Regions from separate parts of the Mus musculus genome. Here region 1 is linked to region 2. A link is a contact called in public Hi-C data. All regions are on one chromosome and are shown on one strand. The core of a region is the stretch at or near the end of the contact, and the rest is flanking DNA. Distances in the headings are between cores, read along the strand shown. Region 1 overlaps Nav2 (neuron navigator 2). Region 2 overlaps 9130015G15Rik (RIKEN cDNA 9130015G15 gene).

Region 1 (2,791 bases), core at 227-2,726, 110 kb after region 2:
CGAAGGTCCTGAGTTCAAATCCCAGCAACCACGTGGTGGTTCACAACCATCTGTAATGAGATCTGATGCTTTCTTCTGGAGTGTCTGAAGACAGCTACAGTGTACTCACATATAGTAAAGATTTTTTTTTATTTAAGATTAAAAAATATTTATTTATTTGTTAATAAATAAATCTTTTTTTAAAAGGCTTAAATAAAAATTTGGGTGCTTTGAACACAAAACTCTGTGTATGAAAGCTTCTCTTTTGGAAGAGACCGCTTCCTGGGAGGAACCACTGCCACAGACTCTCAGAGATCAGTTCCTCCTGGGCCCCTCAGCTGCTCTGGGGAGATGCTCCGAGTCTCGGTCTCTCTCGGCTCTCTATGTGAAGTAGGTTTTCTGTTCACTGTGGCACTGCCTGGCCCAGGCAGAGGCCTCTGCATTCGTCTGAGGATCTACCCAGAGCGCATCAGCTTTGTCCCGGCTGGATTTTCAGGGTTTTTAGATGTGGATCTTAAATGTGGGCAACAGATGTGGGAGATGAAAGATAACTCCATCTGCTCTGCTTCCCGGGTAATATGGAGACCAGAAGCGGATGACAGCTTTTCCTAACTGGGAACTTGGGGGTAGGGGGGTGGGGAGCGCTTCGACAGTGGCAACCACAGCTAACATAGATTTCCCCAAATCTGGATCCTAATCCCAGACTCGGAGGGTGAAGTTGGCAGAGGGACAGGTTTGCTAGGGCAGCCTCAAGGGGACCTGTGAGGAGAGAGCTCGGCCCCTATACTGGAAGTCCCAGGGACACACCAGCCTGTGGCCACTCTCTGAAGAGCTTTTAACGGCAGCAGAGATGACAGGAAAATGCTTCTACCCCTCAGATGATTGGAATCTCTGCTAGGTTTACCCCAGTCTTGTTGGCTGTCCACTAGAGACCAGGGCCACCCCCAGGACCTTGCTAGCTTCGGTTCTGCCCCCTGGGGCCCCTCCTAGGATGTAGCTTTTGGGATAAGGGTGATGGCTAAGAGCCCTCTTCATTTATTTACACCCAAATGGTGAGAGAACATTGAAAAAAAAGAGTTAGGTGCTCAAGTTCACATAGCTAGGAAAGAACACTAAGGAGACTCACGCCTCCCACCACCACCACCATTGCTGCTTTGGAAGCCATGATGAGCCCCCTGCGCTGCTCAAATGCAGAAGGTGGGTCTTCCTCCATCAGTAACCTTGGCAACCTCCTTTCAGCCCCAGTTGCCTTATCTATACTATAGGATGTTGATAGCATATAACCTTATTGCAAGAATTGACATAGGATCTGGCTACTGCACAGTAAAGGGCCACTTTAGGGACAGAAGTCGTTTCACCATGGTTATTTCCCAGTTTTGGGACAACCAGGATGTGACTGAGGCTGTCCACAAGGACTTCTAGGAGCCCCACAGCCCTGTGTGACCTGGCAATCACATGATTGCCAGGCAATCTCATGGCTCCTGACTCTGCCTGGTGCATTCCAGGGATGCTACTAATACAGATGGCCCCCTCTTCCTTATCCTGGCCATCTTAGCCCTGCCCATCTCTAGGTAGCAGGAACAGATACTTTTGATACCGCTGTCCCAGACAGGAGAGCATTCTAGAAGCTAGCTGATCCTGCCTGAGCAATCCACACCTAGACTAGAAGCTGCAGTTTGGCTGGGCGGTGGTGGCAGAGGCAGGCGGATTTCTAAGTTTGAGGCCAGCCTGGTTTACAAAGTGAGTAACAGGACAGCCAGGGCTACACAGAGAAACCCTGTCTCGAAAAAAACCAAAAAAAAAAAAAGAAGAAGAAGAAGAAGAAGAAGAAGAAGAAGAAGAAGAAGAAGAAGAAGAAGAAGAAGAAGAAGAAGAAGAAGAAGAAGAAGAAGAAGAAGAAGAAGCAGCAGCAGCTGCAGTTTGAGTGGTACCTGGAGGGACTTCCTTGCACTCAGAAGACTGAGATGGGACAAGGGAAATGGAGGCTATCCTGGGCTACACAACAAGTTCCAGGACAGCCTGAGCTATAGTGAGGCCCCGTCTCTAAATAGAGAGAAGAGATGCAGCAGCAAGCAGCTCCAAAATGCAGAACCGGATAAGAAGGCAGACAGGCAGACAGGCTTGCCCTCCAGTTGCCTTGGCAGCTGTCCTAGAATGCTGTGGCTGCTATCGCCACCTGGTGGGCTCTTCCAGAAACACATGCACGGAGCCTTCTTTCATTAAAGCCAGTAAAGCTTGGATTTCGGAATGCTGGGAATTGAAAATCCAATTAGACTGTCTCATAGTTAAAGGGCAACACTGGGATCAGAGGGCTGAAGTTGTAGTCAGAGGTAGGGTGCTTGCTTAGTGTGTGTGGGGCCATCGGGTGCATCCTCAGTACCAAGTCCAGAGAATGAAGGGGTCAGGGGATGAGACCAAAGGGGAAAACAAGGTGCAGCAGGAAACATGCCTTGAGCAGAGTCACGTGACTTTTCTTCACCATCTCCGCCCAATTTTCAATATTAAATAAGTAACTGGGCCTCTGTATAAAGCCACTCTCCACGTGAGGCACCTGTGAAGGGCTTTGCAAGCTGCCAATGATAGCTCTGCTGTTGGGAGATGATGCCCGTCAGAGCTGCTGAAGTCAATGAGGTCAGTGCTTCCGGCAGTGAGAGTCAGGCTCTGTTCTGGAGGTCCCCACCACCCGAGCCCAGCAGGGAGGCTCGCACAGGAGTGGCAGTGGCTCCTCCCTCTGCTGCCCAGCATGCCTTTAGGAAAGCCAGGCACACGAGGCTTCACTCTGACTCTCTCCTCAGTCCCTCTAGCTTGCTCA
Region 2 (3,183 bases), core at 121-2,620:
GCTGTTGAGCATTTTTTTTTCCTGCTTACTGGTATTCTGTACTTCCTCTGTGGCAAAACACATCTCTGTGTCTTTGCCTATCTAATAACTGGGTTATTTGTTATACTTTGTATGCACTGTTTGGAAGTCTTCTACGTATGCTAGGTAGGGGTCCTTTCCCTGTTCAAGCATTTATATTACCACCCAGGAGGAAGGTTTGAAATGGGATTGCCTCAATTTGACAGATGAGGACGGTGAAGAAGGGAGTGGTTAAGTAGCATTTGACTATCCCCGGGACAGCTGAGAGTATTTGCATGGCCAGAGAGCATACTCAAGAGACACACAAGTCAACCTTGGTGACACAGGAAAACAGAGCTATACACAGGATCCAGGGGACTTGGGTGTGAGCATTGCTATACTTCACAGTGTTGTTAATCCCATACATAGACAGACCCTATTATTTTTTTTATATTTTTTATTATTACGTATTTTCCTCAATTACATTTAGAATGCTATCCCAAAAGTCCCCCATACCCTTCCCCCCACTTCCCTACCCACCCATTCCCATTTTTTGGCCCTGGCATTCCCCTGTACTGGGGCATATAAAGTTTGCGTGTCCATTGGGCCTCTCTTTCCAGTGATGGCCAACTAGGCCATCTTTTGATACATATGCAGCTAGAGTCAAGAGCTCCGGGGTACTGGTTAGTTCATAATGTTGTTGCACCTACAGGGTTGCAGATCTCTTTAGCTCCTTGGATACTTTCTCTAGCTCCTCCATTGGGGGCCCTGTGATCCATCCAATAGCTGACTGTGAGTATCTACTTATGTGTTTGCTAGGCCCCGGCCTAGTCTCACAAGAGACAGCTATATCCAGGTCCTTTCAGCAAAGGCTTGCTAGTGTATGCAATGGTGTCATTGTTTGGAGGCTAATTATGGGATGGATCTCTGGATATGGCAGTCTCTAGATGGTCCATCCTTTTGTCTCAGCTCCAAACTTTGGACAGACGCTATTATTAACCCCAACTTACAGACAGGGAAACTGAGGCTCAGAGAAATCTGACCACAGAATAAAGGTTCCACGGTCAGTCTAATCTCAGTGTCTGTGCTCCTAATTCAGAGCTTCCAAGACTTAAAAAATATATCCTTTGTAATATATATATGTGTGTGTGTGTGTGTGTGTATTTGATACTGAAAGATACTGAAATCCATCTTTTAAATACTGGTGCACACACATTAAAGAATTAACACTTCCAGAAAACAATACTCACCCTCCCCACGCGCGTGCTCTCTGACATTTCCTCATTTTGAAGTCATGCTATTTTTAAACTGGCATTACTCACCACCTCTGCTGTTTTCCTAACCCAGTAATGGACACAAGCCATGGTCCAGGCAGAGGCAGAGCCTTTGCACTATTTGCAGGACCCTGTTGATAGTGGGGATGCTGTCCTGGACTAGCACTGGGGCTGAGATCTGGCAGGTGCCCAGAGAAGCCGATCTCCTTTGCTTGTACTCCTTAGCAAGCTGGTGGTCCCCAGCCCTGCCTCCTAGACTCTCACAGAACTCTGGGCTATCTCTTGTATGTCCCACTATGACCCAGATTTGCCCCAGTAAGATCTACTCTGCTTAGTCCCTGGGGACCGGCACCATCTTGGACCATGTCCTTCATGTCACCAGCTCCTCAGAAGTCAGTGCCTCTTTAGGAGGTGAGGTTATGCCCTGTCCCCACGATGCTGTCACTTCCTTCCCCAGAGTCTTTCTGTGTGGGGATTGTTCCCCTAATCAGGATGGAGACTCGACTCATTACAAGCTGGTGAGGCAACGGCTCTGTGCTCCAAGCCGAGACAGGCTGTCTGGGAGCTTGGCCAGCCTCCCACTGCCCCGGACACCAGGGCAGCGGCCTCTGCATGGAGCCAGCCTGCTGGGTTTGTCTGCCCCTTCCCCAGGGACACAAGCTGACAGACACTGCTTACGGAGACCTCTGTAGTTTTTACTATTGCAAAAACTCACCATGATCATACAGTGAGGTCCAAGCGTCCGGACAACCTCTGAGTAGAGCTGAACCGCACCTAGAAACAGAGGTGACATTTACCGGGCACTTACTATGTCCCACACATTGTGAGGCAAGCTTCCTAGACAGCCTCCTATACACACTTCACTCTTCAATGGCACTCACTGGGTGCTGCTGGCTACTTCATCCCACGGATAGACAGGGCAACTTAGAATGTTTTTGGGAGGGCCACCCCAGTGTGGCTCCTGGACCCAAATGCTCACCTCACATGTCACTACTGCTCACAGGAGCATGACCCCAAGCCTTCTTTCACTAAGTTCAGCAGTCAGGTGAGTCTCCGTGAGTGACGGCATACCCCTCACATCTGGACAGCTAGGAAGAGAAGGTGAAAGAAGGGATGCGGTGAAGCCATTAGTAAGAGTCAGTTGGGCTCTTTTCTATGGACTTGGCAGTGTCCCTCGGGTGTGATGTCATGATCCTGAGAGGAATGGCAGCCAGTCAAGAGGCCCATGTACTCCTGGGATTTTCATCCAGAGGCCCCGTATAACCCTTGGGATTTTCATCCAGAGGCCCCGTATAACCCTTGGGACTTTCATCTAGAGGCCCCGTATACCCCTGGGATCACAATTCTCATCTAGAGGCCCCATATACCCCTGGGATTCTTGTCTAAAAGCCCCGTATACCCTGGGATTCTCATACTATATTGCCCGACTACCACTAGTCACACTGACAGCCACACAGAAGTCTCCAACATGACAGCTATGAGGCCACAAAGATGCCCTCTGCCTCCTCCAGCCACCAAGCCCTCTGAAGAAGACGAGGGGACGGTCCTGTGCCGACTGCAGAGCCTGTGTGAAACTTCTCATTAACTGCAGTTTAATTACTGCCTGCAGTCGAGGTTTTTAATAAAAGTAAGTCCCAATTAGTCGCTTGTTACTTCAGAAATAATTACTGATAGTGGCCCTTTGTCTTTGTGTTATTTCCGGCTTTATTCCCAGGCCCCAGAACTCTACCCAAGCATTCGTCTTTAACGGAAGGAACTGGGCTTCCAGGGCACATGAGGAATGTTTGCAGGAACTGAGGATTCAGCTGGGCCATGTGTGTCAGCCGGAGAATAGTTGGGGGTGGCAGTAACCATTCTTATGCATGAAGACATTTCTTCAGGAAAGAGCCCTGGTCTATATCCTGGGCCAAGA

Evidence for each region. A called contact is a pair of places that touch in the nucleus more often than the background predicts.
Region 1: a contact with region 2 is called in a Hi-C map of bone marrow-derived macrophages, with 46 read pairs. The contact joins two enhancer-like sites. A contact is called at or near these places in 1 of 15 datasets of contacts at CTCF or cohesin (the NIH/3T3 cell line), 20 of 484 Hi-C or Micro-C datasets (the 4T1 cell line, bone marrow-derived macrophages, cardiomyocytes and 11 more) and 4 of 115 datasets of contacts at active chromatin or transcription factors (bone marrow-derived macrophages, embryonic basal ganglia, embryonic stem cells and 1 more).

Annotation. Positions count from the first base shown.
Region 1 is chr7:49,270,530-49,273,320 of GRCm38.p6, forward strand. All of the region lies in intron 1 of Nav2 (neuron navigator 2), which reads left to right. Among named protein-coding and RNA genes, the nearest start is that of Nav2, 26 kb to the left of the region's middle. Within about 2 kb of position 1,477, at least 31 of the 459 cell types and tissues checked have an H3K27ac peak or open chromatin away from gene starts, as enhancers often do. A contact at or near this core is called in bone marrow-derived macrophages and cerebellar granule neurons, where this site is marked.
Region 2 is chr7:49,157,386-49,160,568 of GRCm38.p6, forward strand. 9130015G15Rik (RIKEN cDNA 9130015G15 gene) reads right to left here. Exons shown (of 4, transcript NR_154465.1): 2 at 2,251-2,359; 3 at 1,987-2,045. It also overlaps a transcript of Nav2 not described here. Among named protein-coding and RNA genes, the nearest start is that of 9130015G15Rik, 3.2 kb to the right of the region's middle. Within about 2 kb of position 1,371, at least 37 of the 459 cell types and tissues checked have an H3K27ac peak or open chromatin away from gene starts, as enhancers often do. A contact at or near this core is called in bone marrow-derived macrophages and cerebellar granule neurons, where this site is marked.